Regions from separate parts of the Mus musculus genome. Here regions 1 and 2 are each linked to region 3. A link is a contact called in public promoter capture Hi-C data. All regions are on one chromosome and are shown on one strand. Each heading gives the region's core, a stretch centred on a gene start, on an enhancer-like site or on the middle of the called end of the contact. The rest is flanking DNA. Distances are from core to core; before and after follow the strand shown.

What was found. Promoter capture Hi-C pulls out the DNA fragments that hold promoters and counts their contacts.
Region 1: a contact with region 3 is called in a promoter capture Hi-C map of pre-B cells. The contact joins the promoter of C1galt1c1 here to the promoter of Tmem255a in region 3. A contact is called at or near these places in 9 of 39 promoter capture datasets (the 3T3-L1 cell line, the C10 cell line, cranial neural crest and 5 more), 1 of 484 Hi-C or Micro-C datasets (embryonic stem cells) and 3 of 115 datasets of contacts at active chromatin or transcription factors (the 230-238 cell line, astrocytes and embryonic stem cells).
Region 2: a contact with region 3 is called in a promoter capture Hi-C map of stem cell-derived epiblast-like cells, with 5 times the contacts expected there. The contact joins the promoter of Rhox11-ps2 here to the promoter of Tmem255a in region 3. A contact is called at or near these places in 1 of 39 promoter capture datasets (stem cell-derived epiblast-like cells) and 1 of 9 other capture datasets (pancreatic islet).

What each region holds. Positions count from the first base shown.
Region 1 is chrX:38,633,747-38,636,446 of GRCm38.p6, reverse strand. It overlaps C1galt1c1 (C1GALT1-specific chaperone 1), which reads left to right and starts at 1,304. Exons shown (of 2, transcript NM_021550.3): 1 at 1,304-1,469. Gm52440 (a long non-coding RNA gene) reads right to left here and starts at 1,159. Exons shown (of 2, transcript XR_003953098.1): 1 at 1,018-1,159.
Region 2 is chrX:37,944,240-37,946,939 of GRCm38.p6, reverse strand. Rhox11-ps2 (reproductive homeobox 11, pseudogene 2) reads left to right here and starts at 1,276. Exons shown (of 3, transcript NR_164362.1): 1 at 1,276-1,702.
Region 3 is chrX:38,251,044-38,253,743 of GRCm38.p6, reverse strand. Tmem255a (transmembrane protein 255A) reads left to right here and starts at 1,263. Exons shown (of 10, transcript NM_172930.4): 1 at 1,263-1,500. The coding sequence starts at 1,443.

The DNA of each region.
Region 1 (2,700 bases), core at 55-2,554, 380 kb before region 3:
CCGATTAAGATACTACTGCCAGAATAGTAATTTCTTGCAATCTAGATGTCATTACAAGACTTCCTGAACTTTCCATTGTACTTAAGGCATTGCCAGTCACCACTCAAATGTATGAGTTTCCAGGAATTCAGGCCCAAGTCACTTCTCGGTGTTCCCCGAACCAAATCTAGTGACAGAACCTTTTGAATAGCTATAAGGCTGGCCTTTAACTGCTAGTCCTTCTACCTTGGCCTCCCTAGTGTTGGCATTACAAGTGTGACCGAATAGCACCAGCTACAAAAGAGCACTTCAAGAGACTAGGTATGCCGGCTAGTGGTGGTGCATGCCTTTAACCCCAGCACTTTGGAGGCAGAGGCAGGTGGATTTCCGAGTTTGAGGCCAGCCTGGTCTACAGAATAATAATTTCTGTTAATAATAATAATAATAATGTGAGTTCCAGGACAGCCAGGGCTATACAGAGAAATCCTGTCTCGAAAAAACAAAAAACAAAACAAACAAAAAAAATGAGACTAGGTATTTATTGGGGGGTTCTGTAGTCCTACTTTGACCTGGAGTCTACACTCAACTCTGCATTTGACTTATTGGCTAGCCCTTTGAAAGCACCCCTTATCCTGTACTGGGCTTGGTTCTCCATCTGTATTTCTAACACTCATTAACTCCTCAAATATTTGCTTATTGCATCCTGGCACTATCTGCTAGCAATACAGGGTGGAATACACAGAACCAACATTTACTGAATGCTTACTTTACACTTCACCTTTTGCTAGGGGAGTTATGTACACTAACTGATAACCTGTGAGATATTTTCCAAACACAACAAAGGAAGGAACAGAGGCAGCGTGAAAATGAAGTCACTTCTCCAGGATAGCAAAGCACTTGGCTGAAGGATCACTTCTAGGCTATGTGGCTTCGAAACCTACCACCCGTGTAACCACAGCCAATTCTTGCTCCCCAAAGCGATGACAATTTCAATGACTTGCATTTTGGTTCCAGGCCAGGAATACTGGGAGGAATTACCTTCTTGTCACCACAAGGGTACCAACACATTAGAGTAGGTTAGAGGAATGATCTAGAAATCTACATCAGGTAAGCAGCAGCTCTCTTCCGCACTCCGGCAGTTTCCACGCCCGTAGGCAGACCGAGGAAGGGAGCGTGGGCGGGCCTTAAAACACGCACGCCCCTCGGGGCATCCCATTGGGTACAGCTGAGCATGTCGGGGCGGGCCCTTTCCGAGTCTCACGGAGCCCGCCCCCCACGCCGTTCCCAGCTCTCGCCCCGCCCCACCCCGCCCCGCCCCGCCCCCACCCTCGTCAGCTTCCTCTGTTGCTCCGTCATTAATGACACCAACGAGAGGATACCGCCTGCGTCTAGAGCAGCCTGGTTCCGAGCGTAACAGAGTGGGCCTTGGACCTCTCACGTCCAAGCCTCGTGAGGCAGCGCTTTCCTGCCCTGGAGCCGTTCTAGATGCGGTGAGTGCCAAAACCTCGGCCCCCACTTCAAGCACAACCCAGAGCTACTGCTTCCCTCCCTCCCCTGGGAAGGCCAGGGCCCTAGCCTGGGCCCTAGCCCGTTCCCAGCATGCTCCACTAGGGATGCCTTGGCAGGTGCGGCGGGAGGACCCAGCGGGAGTGGGGAAAGCAGCCTTCCGAGAGCTTCTCCCTTGGCCCTTCAGTGGGACACTGATATCCATCCTGGTACCCAGTCTCCATTTTGATCTCCATCCACTTTCTCCTTCTAAAAACAGAAAAAGAAAGAAAGTTTGTCGCAAAAACATACTTTCTGCTTTCTCTTGTGTGTGCGTTTTAAGTTCCCTCCTCTGTACAAAAATATCCCATCGTGCGGATTGTTGGTGTTACTTTTTTTTTTTTAATTCCTCAGCGGAGAAAAAAAAATGTTAGGATAATTTGTACAAATAATTTTGTGTAGAATTAGTAGACGTTTTGAGTTTTAATAGTATTTTTGCCGTTAGGAGGAAAAATTCTGGAAATTTTTGACACAAAATCATATGAAGGTACTTGTCTGGATTGTTGAGTATTGGCCAGAAATAATGATCATGTGATAAGAACTGCAATTATAACAAGTAATATAAAGGTGAACTTTACAATGCTGTTTTGAGGCATAGCTTTTCTGTTCTTTCTCCTTTCCTATGGGAAGTGTTTATTGACCAAGTTCTCTGGATTACAGAGGGAAACTACCATCTTGCCTTCCCCCACCCACTTCCCCACACACTCTTAGAAACTGCACCTGTCCTTCAAACAGCTGTCTTTGTGGTAAAAGTCAAAGTTCATTTCTTTTATAAGAAAACAATAGGAGCCAGAAGTGTTGCCACACACAAGTAATACCAGCACATGGACAAATGAAACGAGAGGATCACAAGTTCAAGATCAGCTGGAGATACATAGTGAAACCCTATCTCACATCTTAGAAAAGGGGACAGGAAGGGGGGAGACAGGGTCAGTGTAGTATCCTTGTAGCATTATGGGAAAATTTGGTGCAAGCATCAATTATGTTTACTAGATCCACATGTCGCGTTTATAGGTCACTTCTACCACTGATAGCCTTTGTGACTTTAGATCAGCTATTTAACCTTTATGGTTCTCCATTTCCCCATTTAAAAGAAGTCTTTGTGTGACACTAGAGGGGGTCCCAGCGTTGAGTATTAAGGTCAGATGGGGCAGACATTTGGTAGCCTGCTCTATC
Region 2 (2,700 bases), core at 27-2,526, 310 kb after region 3:
TAAGTGCAGGTATCTAGTTTTGTGTCTGGTGGGTGACTGTTTTGTTCCTTCACTTGTGCTCCTTCCCTGGACTTTAGAAAAGTGTGCTGGCAGGCAGGAAATTTTTTTGTGGCCCTTTTTCCCTGGCCTCCTCAGCTGGTGTGTTCCCAGGGAAGGCCCGTGGGTGCTAGAGGCTGGGATAATGGGATGAGTTGCGGGGAGGGGAGCGTGGAGGTTGGAGGTGATCTTTGTGCTCCACTCAGGATGGGGTCAGAGAGGAAGGGAGACAGCAGCAGGTGTTCTCTGCCACATAGCTGGGGATGAGACTGGGGATTGGTCCTGGAGGAGCAGAAGGAGGAGTCAAAAATCAACAGACTGGCAAGAACAGCCCTGGCAGGAACAGCCCTCCGATTAGGTTTTTCTACTCAGAACAACAACAAAAAGTATCTTTTATGTAGAGTTATACATTTTTTGTTGCAATGTTCGAATTCAATCACAAAGTCCTCTCAACCACGCCAGGCAAGTGCTCTCGGACACAAGGTCTTTTATTGTGTGCACGTCTTTAACATGAGTCTGAAGGGTTCTATATTTGTAGATTGGTGGTAGAGGGTTTGCTGAGCATGTGCTGAACTCCAGCACTAAAAAAAAACCAAAAACCAAAAAACAGGAGGAGGAGGATTCTAGTGAGCTCTGAATTTTGAAGGCTGGGCTCCGTGCAGTGTCTGCATTTTGTGCATTTTGGATTGCCATCACCGCTGGGTAAAATGTTACATATGGATTCTGGAGAAGATTCGAAAAATGAAAATGCTGGCCCAGTGGGAAAGCTGGATGGGTAAAAAGTGCTTGTGACTGAGCCTGACAACCTGAGTTTAATCCCTGGGACCCACGTGGTAGAGGGAGAAAACAGATTCATCCAAATTGTCCTCTGACCTCCACATGTCATACAGACACACACACACACATACACACAGAAATAAAAATACAATAATTTTAATCTTTTCAAAGTTAGATTTTTCAAGATGACCATGGGGACAACCGGACTCACTAGCAAGTAAGCTTTCGCGTCAAGCTTTCTACCCTCATCAGATCTGGAGACCAAGGAACTGCTCAGGTACAACTTGTAGCTCAAATGTGTCCAAAAGGTACCATTCTGCTCCAAGCTGCCCATTTGCCACACCTCACTCTTTTCTTCCCGCCAACGCGGAGCTCCACCCCCAGCCGTTAGCCTAGAGCCAATGAGTTACGTTAAATAATCTAGCACGCCATTGCTTAGAACATTCGAAACGGCTTACTTCCACACTCGGAGACTCAAAGCCTCCTGAACTCCAGGGTCCAGTGACTTCGGCAGAGCTCCACCCATGGCATATAAGAAATACTACTTCGATGTTGACAAGTACGGTGTGGACTTTTATGAAGAAGAAGTAGCATCTGAAATCCAGCAACGGAGGTTAGCAACAACAGATGATAGCCACACTGAAGAAGTTGTAGGAATCCTGAAGGGACTGAGCTACATAAACGCTGTGTTGGACCACAACTACAACCGTCCAATGAAGAGCGACACCTGTAGGAAACCCCTTGAGCCTGCACAAGAAGAGGAGGAGGAGGAGCCTGTTTTTCGAAAGCCAACCAAGTATTGCCGAAAGCAGTACAAGTTCACTCCTGAACAACTACTTGAACTAGACAGAATTTTTGAAGAAACTCAATGCCCCGATACACTCCAAAGGTATGTATGTGACTTACTTAGCAGCTCTTTTAGGGCTTTAGGTTCTGTTCCTCCTTCCTGACTCTCCTTAGTTATTTTATTTGTGTCCTAAAGACCAAACCTAGAGCTCCAGCCACAGACAGGTTCTGTACATGAGCGATGTATGCTGCCTGAACTGTACTCTAGCCCAGCCAGTTTTTAAATGGCTGATGCTTCTGCCTCAGCCTCCTCAAGCAGCTGAAATTTCAGTTGTGCCTGCTGGTCTTGACTCTCTTCCCTACTGGTGGGAGTGGGCAGGATACCTTGTGGGAACCAAAGTCAAAGATTTTTTTGTGTAAAAAGCATTTTTGTGTGTAAAGCAAGTTTACAAAATGATCATTGGTCACTTGCTTTGTTTGCTTTAACTTTAGAATAGTCCTAAAACATAAAAACCTAACACTCTTGGTCTAAATGTTTCTAATTCTGAATTCAGCATCATGGAGTATTTTCAAGTTGCTTTGGGAAATCAGAAAACTCCTTGTGTTGACAAACCAAAATCCTGTGTCCCCTTTAAATATCTTCCATTTCTTCCCCTGATCCCCAACTACCTCTATTCTAAAATTTCATTCTCTAAATCTGACTTATTTGGATACTTCACATGAGGGACCACTTAAAGAGATGTTTGACCCATAATCTACCCTTTTCTTGGCTTTTGATTATGTTTCACTTAGGCTAATGTCCTCAAGGTCCATCGTGATGCTCAAGCATGGAGCAGAATTTCTGCTTTCCCAAGGCCAAATAATGTTCTTAAGGCACCTTTGCATAGAAAATGTGTGTTTTTCTTTTATCACCCTCTGTGGAAGGAGATCTGGGTGGGTTGTTGTGCATGATTAGACAGAATGACTTAGTTACTTTGTGTGCATGTATACATGTGGGCAGCACGAATGAAGGTCAGAAACCAAATTGAGTGAGCCAGCTTCTCTCCCACAGTCTGTGTGGTAGGGATCACACTCATTGGTTAGGCTTGGCCAGCATCTGTC
Region 3 (2,700 bases), core at 14-2,513:
CTCTCCACCTTATTTTGTGAGACAGCATCTCCGCATTGGACCTGGAACTGGCCAGCACCCCTGGGGAATCCTCCTGTGTTTGCCTCCCCAAGGCTGGGATTACAAATAAGTGCTGTTGCACCTGATTTTTCACTTGGGTGCAGGGGCATGGGACTCAGACCTCGGGCTTGCCAAACAGATGCTTTGTATATTGACCCCCTCCCCCTAGCCTGTCTGGACAATTTTACACTTAGCTTGGATTGAGTTGTGGAAGCAGGGCTGGAGAGATGTCTCAGCCCTTAAAGGCTAGGCCTTCACAACCTAAATTAGGAGTTGTGCAAGCAGGGCCACAGAGCCTGCCTCCTTAGCAAGAGCATTTGATATCCAGGTTTGCATCTCACCTCTGTAATTTAGTAGCTGCAAAGGCATGGAGAGTTTCAACTGATACTCAGTTTCTTCATCTGCAAAATGGGTCTATGGATCATTCCTTTTTCTCCCTTACACGGCTGCTATGGTCTAAAAAAGCCTATCTTGATATAAAATCTCCTGGAACAAAAATACAAACTGGGGTACTGATAGAGTGTCATGTTTTCTTTAGCTGAACCTCCTTATAACTCTTGGGGGGGGTTGTTGCTTTTCAAATTATCAGTTGTGATGAATAAGGCTGTGTTCTCTGTCTCTAACTGTATAATTTTATACACTCCGGTCACATCCCTTCTCAGCCTTCATCGTTCTAGACTAAAGAGTGCGCATTTGTTTAATCTATCTTCATAAGGCATTCTGCCCCCCCTCCAACCACTACCATCCTTTTGATTATAGAGTGGCCCTTTTCTGGACTGTCTCCAGCTCCATTATGTTATTCTGGAAGCTGTAAGATCAGACCTGAACAAGTGTGTGTGTGTGTGTGTGTGTGTGTGTGTGTGTGTGTGTGTGCCTGTCTGTCTGTGTCACTGTGTGCATTCTCCAGCTCCGAACCTCTAACTCTGTCCCCCTCCCCAATTATGAATCTTGTAAAAGAAAAGATGATCGCCCAAGACCTTCTGTTCAAACTGGGAGAAGGCCCCTTGGCCTCAGGCTGAAGCCTCCTTTTTCTCTCTGCGCAGCTTTGGCCCCAAGGGGCGAAACGGTCTCCCTGTCTGGCAGGCTGGGAGGTGGATAACTAGGATGGGGAGGCCGAGGGGGGAGGAAGAAAGGGGGGGTCTTGCGCAAGCGCACGCTGCTGCATGGACGCCAATGCTGCTGCCTCCCGGAGCAGAGGGAGGCAGAAGAGGAGGGAGGGAGAAGAGGGGGAGGGAGGGGGAGGCGGCACTTGGGCTGCAGCTCTCAACCCGAGGCAGTCAGTCCCTCTCAGCGCTAGGGAAGACCGAGAGAGGCAGCGGCAGAGTAGGATGCTCTGCGGGGCGCCCTGAGCCAGGGGCTCTTGAAGCAGCTTCGGGGACAGGGGCAACTGGACAGCTTTCACCATGCATCAGTCCCTGACTCAGCAGCGGTCCAGCGACATGTCCCTTCCCGATTCCATGGGTAAGTCCTGTCCTCTGGGAGGCAGCAGTAAGGGGGTAAGTGCGTTGTCCCCAGGACAGCCAGCTCCTGCCTGCCCCAGTGCCAGCCAGAGAGAGGGCAACCGGGATGGGGGTCCACAAACTCGAGTATCTGGAAGGTGGACCAGAGCCCCAAGGGAGCGGCCCAGCTGTGACAAGTGTGACGCGCTTGAGATTGGAGCGCCAAGCTAGGGTTGGAGTAGCCTTACCTAGCCCGGAGTGCATGTGAGTGTGTGTGTGTGTGTGTGTGTGTGTGTGTGTGTGTGTGTGTGTACAGACTTGCAGCTGTGGTAAATCTCAGCTGTCTGGGCATCAAAACACTTCCTCCAAACCTGTGCCTTTGCTTTCGATTCGACGCTCCTTCTTTGCAAAGTCCACATCACTTCTAAGATCACGACTAATGATAATTAGAAGAAGCAGGATCTTACCCCCCCCCAACACTCACACACACACACACACACACACACACACACACACACACACACACTCACTCACTCTAGGTGATATCTTGAAATTCAGACCTGCAGTGGTCCGGGAGCTGATTTACACTTCGCAGACCCGGTGTGTGGGGTGGGGTGGTGGTGGTGGGGTGCTACTCAAGGGAATGGGGGTAGAAGAAAGGGTATGCTGGCAGGACGGGAAATCCTGGGGAATCACTCAAGACAGCACAGCCTGGACATACGTAGCAGAATGATCAGTCCTTGAATTTGATTTCTATTCTACTCCAAACGCAGAGAGAGAGAGAGAGAGAGAGAGAGAGAGAGAGAGAGAGAGAGAGAGAGAGAGAGAGAGAGAGAGAGAGAGAGAGAGAGGTGGGGGGTGGTGGTGGTGAGAGCACTAGAAAAATAGGATCCAGCGCAAGCCCGCGCATCTTCTGAAGTCGCGCTTTCCTCTTCAGCGGAATGAAGGGGGAGGGGCACCTTTCAACACCTTCCTAAAATCTAGAGGTCCGCTACCGTCTTGCACCAACTTGGAGGCCCCTCGAGGGTGCTTTTCGGTAGCTACAAACGAATTTTAAGAAATAAAAAACAAAACGAAACAAAACAAAACAATTGCCTTTCGCTGTTAGGCACCTTCCTAAGTCTTCGCTGGGAGAAGAAATTAATTTGGAGCCTTGGGTAAGAGTGAAGGGATTGTGGAGCCATAATTCCACCTAAACTTAAAAATTGTCACTTTAATCTAG